Regions from separate parts of the Sus scrofa genome. Here region 2 is linked to region 1. The links are chromatin contacts, called in public Hi-C maps. All regions are on one chromosome and are shown on one strand. Each heading gives the region's core, a stretch centred on a gene start, on an enhancer-like site or on the middle of the called end of the contact. The rest is flanking DNA. Distances are from core to core; before and after follow the strand shown.

The links. A called contact is a pair of places that touch in the nucleus more often than the background predicts.
Region 2: a Hi-C map of skeletal muscle shows a contact between it and region 1, with 6 times the contacts expected there. The contact joins the promoter of ARRB2 here to the promoter of SLC25A11 in region 1. A contact is called at or near these places in 2 of 5 promoter capture datasets (fetal liver and fetal skeletal muscle), 4 of 47 Hi-C or Micro-C datasets (embryonic fibroblasts, heart right ventricle, liver and 1 more) and 2 of 2 datasets of contacts at active chromatin or transcription factors (alveolar macrophages and skeletal muscle).

The regions. Positions count from the first base shown.
Region 1 is chr12:51,968,390-51,973,561 of Sscrofa11.1, reverse strand. SLC25A11 (mitochondrial 2-oxoglutarate/malate carrier protein) reads right to left here and starts at 2,768. Exons shown (of 8, transcript XM_021067766.1): 1 at 2,507-2,768; 2 at 1,752-1,904; 3 at 1,459-1,665; 4 at 1,182-1,272; 5 at 1,008-1,098; 6 at 822-921; 7 at 689-740; 8 at 1-550. The coding sequence starts at 2,601. The coding sequence ends at 395. RNF167 (E3 ubiquitin-protein ligase RNF167) reads left to right here and starts at 2,751. Exons shown (of 10, transcript XM_003131906.4): 1 at 2,751-3,064; 2 at 3,202-3,705; 3 at 3,788-3,868; 4 at 5,065-5,172. The coding sequence starts at 3,622.
Region 2 is chr12:52,168,030-52,173,201 of Sscrofa11.1, reverse strand. ARRB2 (beta-arrestin-2) reads left to right here and starts at 2,840. Exons shown (of 14, transcript XM_021067791.1): 1 at 2,840-2,969. The coding sequence starts at 2,947.

The sequences.
Region 1 (5,172 bases), core at 1,519-4,018:
CTGGGCTCTCCGGTCCCCTCAACTCTGCCTCGGTTGCCTCACTGAGGGCGGCGGGGCAGGGGGCAGGGGCGGCACAGGTCGCCTGCTGTCCTCTGTGCCCTCAACTAATACCCAAGGGGAAGCCGGAAATCCGCGTGGAGCCTCCCAGCTCCCCCAAGGTACAGCCGGGGACAGAGATCATGACGATGGCGACAAGTTGGGCAGGGCAAGCTGGAGCAGGGGCAGGACACACCAAGGTCTTTACCGCAGAGGAGGGGACCACACGGTGGAGGGGTAATAAATAGAGGGGCCCAGGGCAGCAGAGTCTAGGCCCCCCGGGGGGGGCGCACTGACTGTAGAAGCAGCGGGCAAGTGGGAGCCCCCGGCACAGCGGCTCCGGGCCTCTGCTCCCGCCTCAGCCACTGAGGAAGAGACGCTTGTAGGCCTTGTTCATCTGCTCCAAGAAGATGAAGGTGAGGACGGTGTGGGGGCCCAGACGGGCATAGTACGGCGTAAAGCCCTTCCATAGGCTGAAGAAGCCCTCATAGCGGATGACCTTCACCAGCACATCCTAGACAGGCAGGCAGGCAGGCAGGGCGCTGGGGCTGGGACCTGGCCTCTGGGGCCCTGTCCCTCTCAGCCTGCCACCCCCACCGCCCTCCCAGGACAGCCCACCCTGCCACCCAAGCCCCAAGCCCTGCTTCCTCACCAGCCCGTTCTTGTATTCCGGCTTCCCGTCAATCGTTCGCATGTTCTGGATCCTGAAGGAGAGGACGCAGGGGCATGAGAGCCATAAAGAGGGGCCCTCCCGACCCCCTCGAGGCCCAGGTCTACGTACTCACCGGGTCTTGGCAATGTCCACAGGCATAGAGGCGGCAGTGGTGACCAGGCCACTGATCATGCTGGCACAGAAGTGGCACAGGATGTTGTCAGAGAAGTAGCCTGGGGGAGGCGGAGCAGGGGGTGGCGGTCAGCTGGGAGCTGGCTCAGGCCAGGCGGGGAGCTAAGGGTTTGGCTCTGAGTCTCACCTGAGTCCAGTAAAAACTGCTTGGACTGAGAGTAGGAGGCGAGCTGGGCGGCATTGACGACGACGGCCCGAGCCATGGTAGGGATGCAGCCCTGGGGTGGGGGTGGGGGGGTGGAGTCAGAAATGCCCAAGACCTGACCCCCACGCCCCCCAGGTCTCCAGCCCCTTCACTCACCCTCCATAGTGTGGGGACCCCTTCTTCCCGGACAATTCGAATCAAGGCGTCAAATACATTTTTGTAGCCCCGGCGCTGGTCAGGTGGAAGCCTGGCGGGAAGGCAGGAAGAGGCCAAATTCAGGAGAGACCACCCTGTCCCCACAGGAGCGAAGAAAAGGAGGCCAGAAGGCCGTGAACGGGTGAATGCTGTACTCCAGCTCTAGGATAAGAAATCAGGTCTTTCACTGGAGATTCTAGGGAACGGAGCTGGGGTCAGGCTCAAACCTGGAACTCACCGGCCATCAGCAGTCATGCGGATAAGAGCCACCTCAGCTGGCGTTCCCACAAAGGCACCAGTTGCGCCTGCAGTCATGCCAATCAGGGCCTTCAGCAGAAAGCCAGGGGGTGTACCGTCAGCCCCAGTCAGGCGCTCAAACAGCACGGTATAGATACCAAGGCGAGTGGTGGTATAGGTGGCCTGGCGAAGCAGGCCAGCTGACAGCCTGGGGAGCGAAAGGGTCAGTGCATCAAGCCAAGGTCTGGAGCTGCCAACCCACACCCTACCTCCCCCATCATCTGGCCCCAGTACCCTGTATAAATGCCCCTCAGGCCTTCCGCCCTCAGGATGCTCGTGAGGGCATGGAAGCTGGTTTTGTACTCTCGTGTCTTGGCTCCTTCTCCACTCAACTGCATCCGGTTCTTCACCAGGTCCAGGGGCTGTACAAAAACTGTTGCTCCCATCCTGGGGAAAGAAAGGGGTGGAGTCAAGTGCCAGGTGTTCCAGATCTACCAATGCCCCCTGGAACCTGGCAACAAGAGGTCACAAAGGGCAGGGTCTGCCATGTGACTGACCAAGTTTTAGGAGGCTGGCGGACATGTGTACAAGAGTCTCCACATGTACCAAGAGCAATAAGTCTGAAAAGTCCAGGGGTCCAGTAGGGGCCATGCAAGAAAAGTGCTCCATGCAGCTCCAAGGGTGTCAAGCAGGGATCCCAGGACTGCATGCAGTCGGACCCAAAGAAGAGAGGTGGGCACTTATGACCTGGGATCCCACGTTGTCCAGCAGGAGCCATGCAATGACCTGGAACCCCAAACAGCCCCTCAGAGCCAAGCAATGGGTTGGGAAACTCAGGCGGCCCGGCAGGAGCCGTGCATGCAGCCCAGAAGGGACCCTGCGATGGGTAAAAAGATCCTGGTAGCCCATCATGGATCTCGCACTACGACGGGGACCGCGCTGACCCCGTGCCGGCTCGGTTCACTCTAACAGATCCAAAGATGAGCCGGGCCTGGTTGCTTGCATCCGTCCTTTCCTCCTCCTGTCCCATCCCTGGGGCCTGAGCTTACCCGGCCAGGCCCCCAAACAGGAACTTGACCGACTTAGGGGAGGTACGGGGCTTCGCGTCCATCCCACCGGCCCCGGGACTCGCCGTCGCCGCCATCGCCACTCAATGGCCCTCGGCTCCCGGTCCCGTGCGCGCGCGGCCCCGCTCGCGCCCAAGGTGACACTGCGCGCGCAACAGGGGCGAGGGCGCGCGCGCACACCCCTCCGGCTCTCAGGTCCAGCGCTAGCTGGAAGTTGGCGCAGGCGCGAGCGCAAGGGCAGCCGGGAGTAAGGCGGAGCTGAAGGAGGAGCTTCCAGAATGGGTGCGGGAAGGGGTGTGGCTGATTTAGGAAGCCAGAGCATAGGTGCAATTTTTATCGAATTGGAGTCGCGGGAACACAGAGAAGAGGGTTTCTGAAGATCTCGCGAGATCTCGTGAGCTTAGACTAGCCCGAGTTAGGCAGTCCCTCGCGGTAGGTACGGGAAGCTCTCAGCAGGTGGGAGGGATGTGTGTGGGAGAACTCTCGCGAGACGTGAAGATACGGCGGCGGCAGTGGCGGCGGCCAGAGGGAGGCGGAGAGGTTTGTAAGCCAGCCAGTTGCAGGATCCTGGGCACTAGAGGGGAAACAACCAAGCTGTTGCCTGGGGCTTCGGTGCTCCTTTCGTCTGTACAGGCACTCCTCTCACCTCTAATCTTTTCTTTTAACCGGACTTTTAGGACCGGAAGTCCTTCGTCTGGAGCGTCCAATGCTGGAAGCGGCCTGACCTTCTTTGCCGGAAACCCTCTTACAGGGAATGGGAATACGGCCCACCTGGCCGGAAGTCCCACCTCCGTGATCTCCCCCCACCCTTCCAGAAGTTTTTCTGTCACCTGGGCTTGCTTCTGTTCCTTTCCCCCGTTTTATTCCTATACCAGAAAAGGGTATTTTTAGTGTCGCCTTCCCGGCTCCACTAAGGGGGTTGGCTATCTCACTCCCCGAGTCGGGGGTCCTTCCCCTCGTCCCCATGTAGCTGAGAAGGGGGACCTGGGGGTGGTTGGACCCCTGGGACCCTGAGGAAGGGCCAGAGAGGGCGCAGAACTCCGCTTCTGCTCCTGCTATCGGGACGCGGCCTCCTCCGCCTCTCCCCTCCCGCTGCCATGCACCCTGCGGCCTTCCCGCTTCCTGTGGTTGTGGCCACTGTGCTGTGGGGAGTGGCCCCCAGCCAGGGGCTTATTCGAGCGGTGAGTCTGAGGGGCAGATGGGGGAAGGGCGCTGAAGGGGAGAGGTTGCAGGCTAAAGGAGAGACATGGACTCTTGCCGCAGATCTCGGACCACAATGCCAGCATGGACTTTGCAGACCTCCCAGCTCTCTTTGGGGCTGCCTTGAGCCAGGAGGGACTTCAGGTGATTTTCTTCCCTTTTTCCTGTTTCCCAAAATTTTCCCTCTTGGATGATTGAAGCTGGAGGTAGAAGAGTCAAGTTAGGAACTTAGCGCAAGAGCACATCTGGCCTGGTGGAATCCAGAATCGGAGGGAGGAGACAAAGTCTACTCCTAGAACTCTGAGCCTTATGAAGGAGACTGAAAGTGGACCAAGATAAAAGGCACCAGGGGTGGTGCTTATCAGTAGGGTCTCTAGAGCCAGTTATTGGTTTTTATGACCTTGGACAAGTTAATTATCTCTCTGGGCCTTAGTTTGTTTTACTGTAAAGATGGAATAACAGTAAAAGTTACCACAGGATTATTGTGAGAATTAAATTAGGTAAGCAGCTTTGTAGTACTTCACAAAGACTGCCACATAGCAAGAACTCAGTTGGGCCATAGATACCAGTATAGTTGTTTCCAAGATGGGTAATTGGAAAGTGAAGAGGGTGTTAAAAAAACAAAATTCAACTGAGTGAATTTTAAAGCTTTTACTGGCTTGTATTCAACGACCCCATGGATTGAGCAGTATCCCACCTAGCAGACAGAAAGGATCTCTGAAGAACTATACAAAACTAAAGACTTAGGGGCAGAAGCGGGTGGGACAGGAAAGTTATGCTGGCAAAAAAGCTGACTTATTTGTGGCAAGATCACCTTTCTTTAGGAGACGGTAGGGGGACTCTCGGGCAGCTTACCTCACTAGTGCTGGATTCCATTTCTGGGGGAGGTTAAAATTATAAATTAAGCTTGGTGTTATGGGGCTCAGCACAAGTAACTCCATTTAGGGTACTTTTTTTTTTTCTTTTAAACAGAGGGGAGTATATGCTGTAGGAGCATGTACTAGAGTAGAGAATGTGAAACAGCTTGAGTGATATGAATAGGGAATTGGGTTACAATTAGAGGGAAACCGGAAGGCAAAAGAATTAACTAGGAGTGCGGGGTATAGATTTGCTCATCTGGGAAAAGGAGAGGAGTGTTGGAGGGTCTGGTAGAGAGATGTTGTTTGCTGCAATTGCATCTTCAGGAGGCTAAGAGAAGAGGTGGACTTCTGACTTGGGTGGGATGCTCAGACCCCCAGGAATGAGGACATGCAGCATGTGGGGGCCAGTGTGCTTGGTAGGACTTGTGGGAGCAGAACCTGGGGAGATAAAATCCAACTGTTGTTTGCTTCTCTTCCCAGGGCTTCCTTGTGGAGGCTCACCCAGACAATGCCTGCAGCCCCATTGCCCCACCACCCCCAGCCCCGGTCAATGGGTCAGTCTTTATTGCACTGCTTCGAAGATTCGAC
Region 2 (5,172 bases), core at 1,591-4,090, 200 kb before region 1:
TTCCTAGTCGGATTAGTTAACCACTGAGCCACGGCGGGAACTCCTCTTAGTCTCTTTAAACTAAGGTATTGTGATCAAGGGTACAGATTCAGGAGCTAGACTGCTGGGTTCAAATGCCAGCTTTGCCTCTTGCTGGTTGTATGAACTTGCAAGTTACTTAACTCTGCCTCCATTTCTTTATCTATGAAATGGGGCTATCATAGAAACTTAACTTATAGGGTTGTTAAGATTAAATAAGTTAAATTTTTTTTTTTTGGTCTTTTATCTTTTTAGAGCCACACCCAGGGCATATGGAAGTTCCCAGGCTAGGGGTCGAATTGAAGCTACAGCTGCCGGCCTACACCACAGCCACAGCAATGCCAGATCCGAGCCTTGTCTGCAACCTACACCACAGCTCATGGCAATGCCAGATCCTTAACCCACTGAGCGAGGTCAGGGATTGAACCCGCAACCTCATGGTTCCTAGTGGGATTTGTATCTTCTGAGCCACAATGGGAACTCCGAGTTAATATTTTTTAAATTCTTGGGACAATGTTTGGCACATGGTAGATACTACCTGTAAAGTGTTACCTGTTATTTCAAGCCCTGGAGTTTGGTATCTTGGGAGCCTTTCCCTAACTTCCAAGATTAGAAATACTCTTCTATGCTTTCTCCTAATACTTTCCTAGTTTTATTCTGTGCATTTAGATCTTAAACCACTTACAATTTATTTGGGGAGTTCCTGTTGTGGCTCAGCGGATTAAGAACCCAACTAGTATCCTTGAGGATCCAGGTTCGATCCCTGGCCTCACTCAGTGGGTTAAGGATCTGGCGTTGCTGTGGCTGTGGTATAGGCTGGAGGTACTGCTCCTATTCCATCCCTAGCTTGGGAACTTCCATATGCCAGGGGTGCAGCCTTAAAAAAGACAAAAATGAAATAAAGAAACATATGAACTGAAGTTTCAAGGACATGAAGACTGAGCTTAGAAGATGGTGATGGAACCGGGAGTGGGGAAGTAGCAGTCGGTAAGGCCTGTATTTAAACCCTAAAGATGATCTCAGAAACTGTTTTGTTGTGCATATAACTTTGTTGCACAGAAAAGTGGAGGGAGAAGAGCGATGTTCGTTCATTTGGGGAAGATAGGGGAGTATGGGAAAAGAGATGGACAAAGGTGGATGTTTTAGCTCCTTACGTCCAAGGATGTCCATCATCCATCATTCTCCCCAAGTCTGCTCAATTTTGCCCTAGAAATGACTCTTCAGCCTGGCTCCCCCTTCTCCCTTCCACTCTGCTGTTCATCATCTCCCCTTGACTGGGTTTAGTCTACAGCAGTCTTGCCTCTCTGTCTCCAACCTCCACACCGCGCAGGATTATCTTCCTATAGGAGCAATCTTATACCACTCCTTGGCTTAAAAAAAAACAAAAAAACAAAAAAACAAAAAAACACAACAGGAGTTCCCGTCGTGGCGCAGTGGTTAACGAATCCGACTAGGAACCATGAGGTTGCGGTTTCGGTCCCTGCCCTTGCTCAGTGGGTTAACGATCCGGCATTGCCGTGAGCTGTGGTGTAGGTTGCAGACGCGGCTCGGATCCCGCGTTGCTGTGGCTCTGGCGTAGGCCGGTGGCTGCAGCTCCGATTCAACCCCTAGCCTGGGAACCTCCATATGCCGCAGGAGCGGCCCAAGAAATAGCAACAACAACAACAACAAAAAGACAAAAGACAAAAAAAAAAAAAAAAAAAAACAAAACCCACTACTGGATCGACCGCCCTCCTCCAGGAGAGGCGCCCCCCCATTGCCTGCTCTACAAAACCCTTCACACTCTGTTCCACTCATCCAACCCAGTCTTATCACCCCTGCCCTCTCACCCTACAAAAACCTCAAAACAGGATGTGCCTCGCCTTTCTCTCTCTTCAGAATACCCTTTCTCAATTTCCGCCCACCCTTCAGGAAGATTATCCTCAAATGCCCCCTCCTCTGGACAGCCTGCCCTCCCTCCATTCCTCCCCCAGGAAAGGGCTGAGAGTCGCTTTGTCTTCTGAGTCATATCTCTAGTAAAGCATTCCTGGGATCATAGTACCTGTTTATGTGTCTCCTCAACCATACGAGGAAGGCAGGGGCCATGTTAATTCATTTCTGGGTCCCCATCGCCTAGCTTAGTGATTAGCGCAAAATGGGCATAGATAGATGAAATAGATGCAAGCGTGCGTGAATGGATGTTCGCTTTGATGAATGGGTGGAAAAAGGTAGGAAAGTAGCCCTGCGAAGATCAAATACCGACACTAGGGGGAGCTGACACATCACGCTAAGGAAACAGGAGGGCGGGCCAAAGAAGGAAACAAGCTCTAGGGTGAGCGGGCGAGCGGCGCGCAATAAGCGAGCATCACGCAACTGGAACCTCTCGCCCACGTGTGGATCCCCTCATCCTCCCTGCCAGACTGCTAGAGCTCATCCACCGCCCCCACCACCCCCTTCGCCTCCGCCGTCGCTGAGAAAGCAAACAAAGGGGCGGGGACCCCTGCAGGGTCCGGAATGGATAAAGCCAATCAGAGGCTCTTATTTCCTGAAGGCGGGCGCCTTCGTTTGAGGGGACCCAATCAGTGCCTAAGCGGGCGCGGAGGGGTGGAGAGATGGGCGGGAAGAGCAGAGTGCAGGGACCGCGCGCGCCGGGGAGGGGGGGTCCCTCGGCCGGGGTGGAGATGGGGGGCGGAGGGCGGCTGGAGGAGCCAATCACAGCGAGTGCCTGTGAGGAGAGGGCGGGCAGTGCCGGGGCGCGCGCGATCCGGGCTGACGCATTTGGCCTAGGCTCCCCAGGATCCGACGGGGGGGGCGGGAAGGAGGGGAGAGGGGAGTGGAGAAAGAGCGGGGGCGCGCGTGCGCAGTGGCGCGGGGAGGAGCAGGGACCTGGCAGCGGGCTCTGAGGCTGCGAGCGAGCCGCGAACCGGGCGGGCGGCGGGCGCGCGCACCATGGGGGAGAAACCGGGGACCAGGTAAGAGAGGTGGGGCTACGCGGCGGGACGTGGGTGGCGGCTCCAGACGGGTACTGGGACGGTTCCCAGACAAGGACACCCGGGAGAAAATTCAGGGGCCGGACGCCTGGGTCCCTAGGGGGCAGCCATCCGGGGCCGCACGCCTAGGTCCTCGAGGATAATGAGGGCAACGCATGCCACAGACCCTGCAAGGGGATCTCTGAGGGGATCGGGAAACCCGTATCTGGGTTCTCGAAGGGATGTGGGGGCTGGACGACTGGCTTCTCCGATGCAGGCAGCGATGCAGGGGCGGAGGAAGGAGCAGGTGGCCGGCCCCAAGGGGACTGGTATGGGCAGGCTGGATGCCAGGAGGGGGATCCCCTTAGACTCGTGCTGAGCCACTGGAGAGCCTCCTGTCCACTACCCTCCAAGCAGTCGGGCTCCCCCAACCTGTCCCAAGGGCCGGGTGGCTCCGCTTACAAACTTCTGCCTTCCCCTGGGTTGCTAGGAGCAACAGCTTCATCTTGGGGCAGCAAAGTGCCTGGCGACCCTCCCCGATCTGAGCCTTACCCCTCTTCCTGGGGGTGAGGGGAGGCAGTGTCTGCCCTGGGCACGCCATCCACTCCCCGGATGTTTTCTGTGCAATCGAGGCTCCTTCCCTCCACTGACACCTCCAGTTCTCTTTTTTGGTCTCTAGCAAAATCCACTTCCTGTTGTGACCCAACACCCCCAAGGGGGCAGGGGGTGAATGCCTGAGTCCCTGGGGAGCAGGAGCAAAAGAGGAAAAAGATTGGGGCTCTTGGCTTCTATTCAGAGAGGAACAGGAATGGTGGCCTGGTTCTGAGCTGTCACTTATTCTGCAAAACACCCTATCAGCCCCACCAATAGAGTAGGAAAACATAGATCTCTGAGCACCAAGTCGACTGATCCTGGAGAGATGATCAGAGGGCCGATTGGCGTCCTGGATTAGGGGTTAAACACAGAGAAAGGGGAAGTTGCTGACTTGAGGGAGGCCCCAGATTTCCGTTATGTGGTTCAGGGAGGGGGAAGGATGGGACCAAAGGGGGACTGCTGACTTGGCACAATTCCTCCCACCCCCATCAAATTCTGGGCCACAGGAAATGGAGAGAATAGTAGGAAGTGTGAGGGGGCATCTGCTTCGGCTCCCCACCACCACCGGGGGGCATCTCTGGTCACCCACACTCTACCTTCTTGGTCAACCTCAGTGTACAAACGCTGTTCTTCCTCAGCGTGGCAGGAGGCTGGCTGGGTTCGGCTCCAAAGGTCAGGTGCCCTGCAGCTGCTTCAAGGCATTTACCCCACAGCCACACTCCAGTTGTCCAACGGATTGTGGCTGTCACCACCCTCTGCCAGGACTCCTAATTGGAAGAAAACACTGGGCTAAAGAGGAAAACCAGAAGCAAAGGGGAGGGAGAGCTGGATGGTGCCATTGCAGTACAGCCCTCGCGTGGGGACAAGAGATGGGGTGCTTATCCTAGCTGCCACCATACCAGTGTTTGCTCTCCTTTATGGAGAGCCTCCATCCCTTTTGCCTTATGGTCTTTAGATAGATGGCCTTCTGGGAAGAAGGGGCATGGGAAGTTGTTACAGCAGAAACTGGGGTGGTGGAACTGGAAAGAGGGATGGGCCACTTGGCAGGATTTCAATTTTTAGGCCCTGGGGACCCTTCCCAGGCATCACTGCAGAGGCAGAGTGGGCTGGGAGGAGGAAGGTGGATCGGCAAGGAACAGGCCCACAAGTGGCCCGGGCACAGGGGTTGCCAGGTACCTCCCTGCCCTCCCAGCAGTGGCTGGAGTCCAGGCTTAGATTTGTTTCAGCAGCTGGAAAACAAATCCCCTTCCCTCCAACAGACATAATGGCAGTTACAGAGGGAGGACAGGATAATGGTTTAGTGATGGGAGCATCGACTGGGAGCCAGCCTGCCTCTGCTCGTACCTGAATTCCACCGTTTATATTCTCTGTGACCTTAGGCAAAATACTCGACCTCTCCTACGCCTCAGTTTCCTCACCTGTGAAACAGGAACATTAGGACCGCCGTCATGGGGTTGCTAAGAGTACTGAATGAGATAACACAACACGAGACACTTTGCCACAGTGCTGGGCGTGGACCATCCCTCCAATAAGTGTTAGCCAGCATCGTCATCTTTGTCTTATGGCTGCCATTGTGCTGGGTTTGCCGAAACCAGTAAGGCCTCAGCTGCTC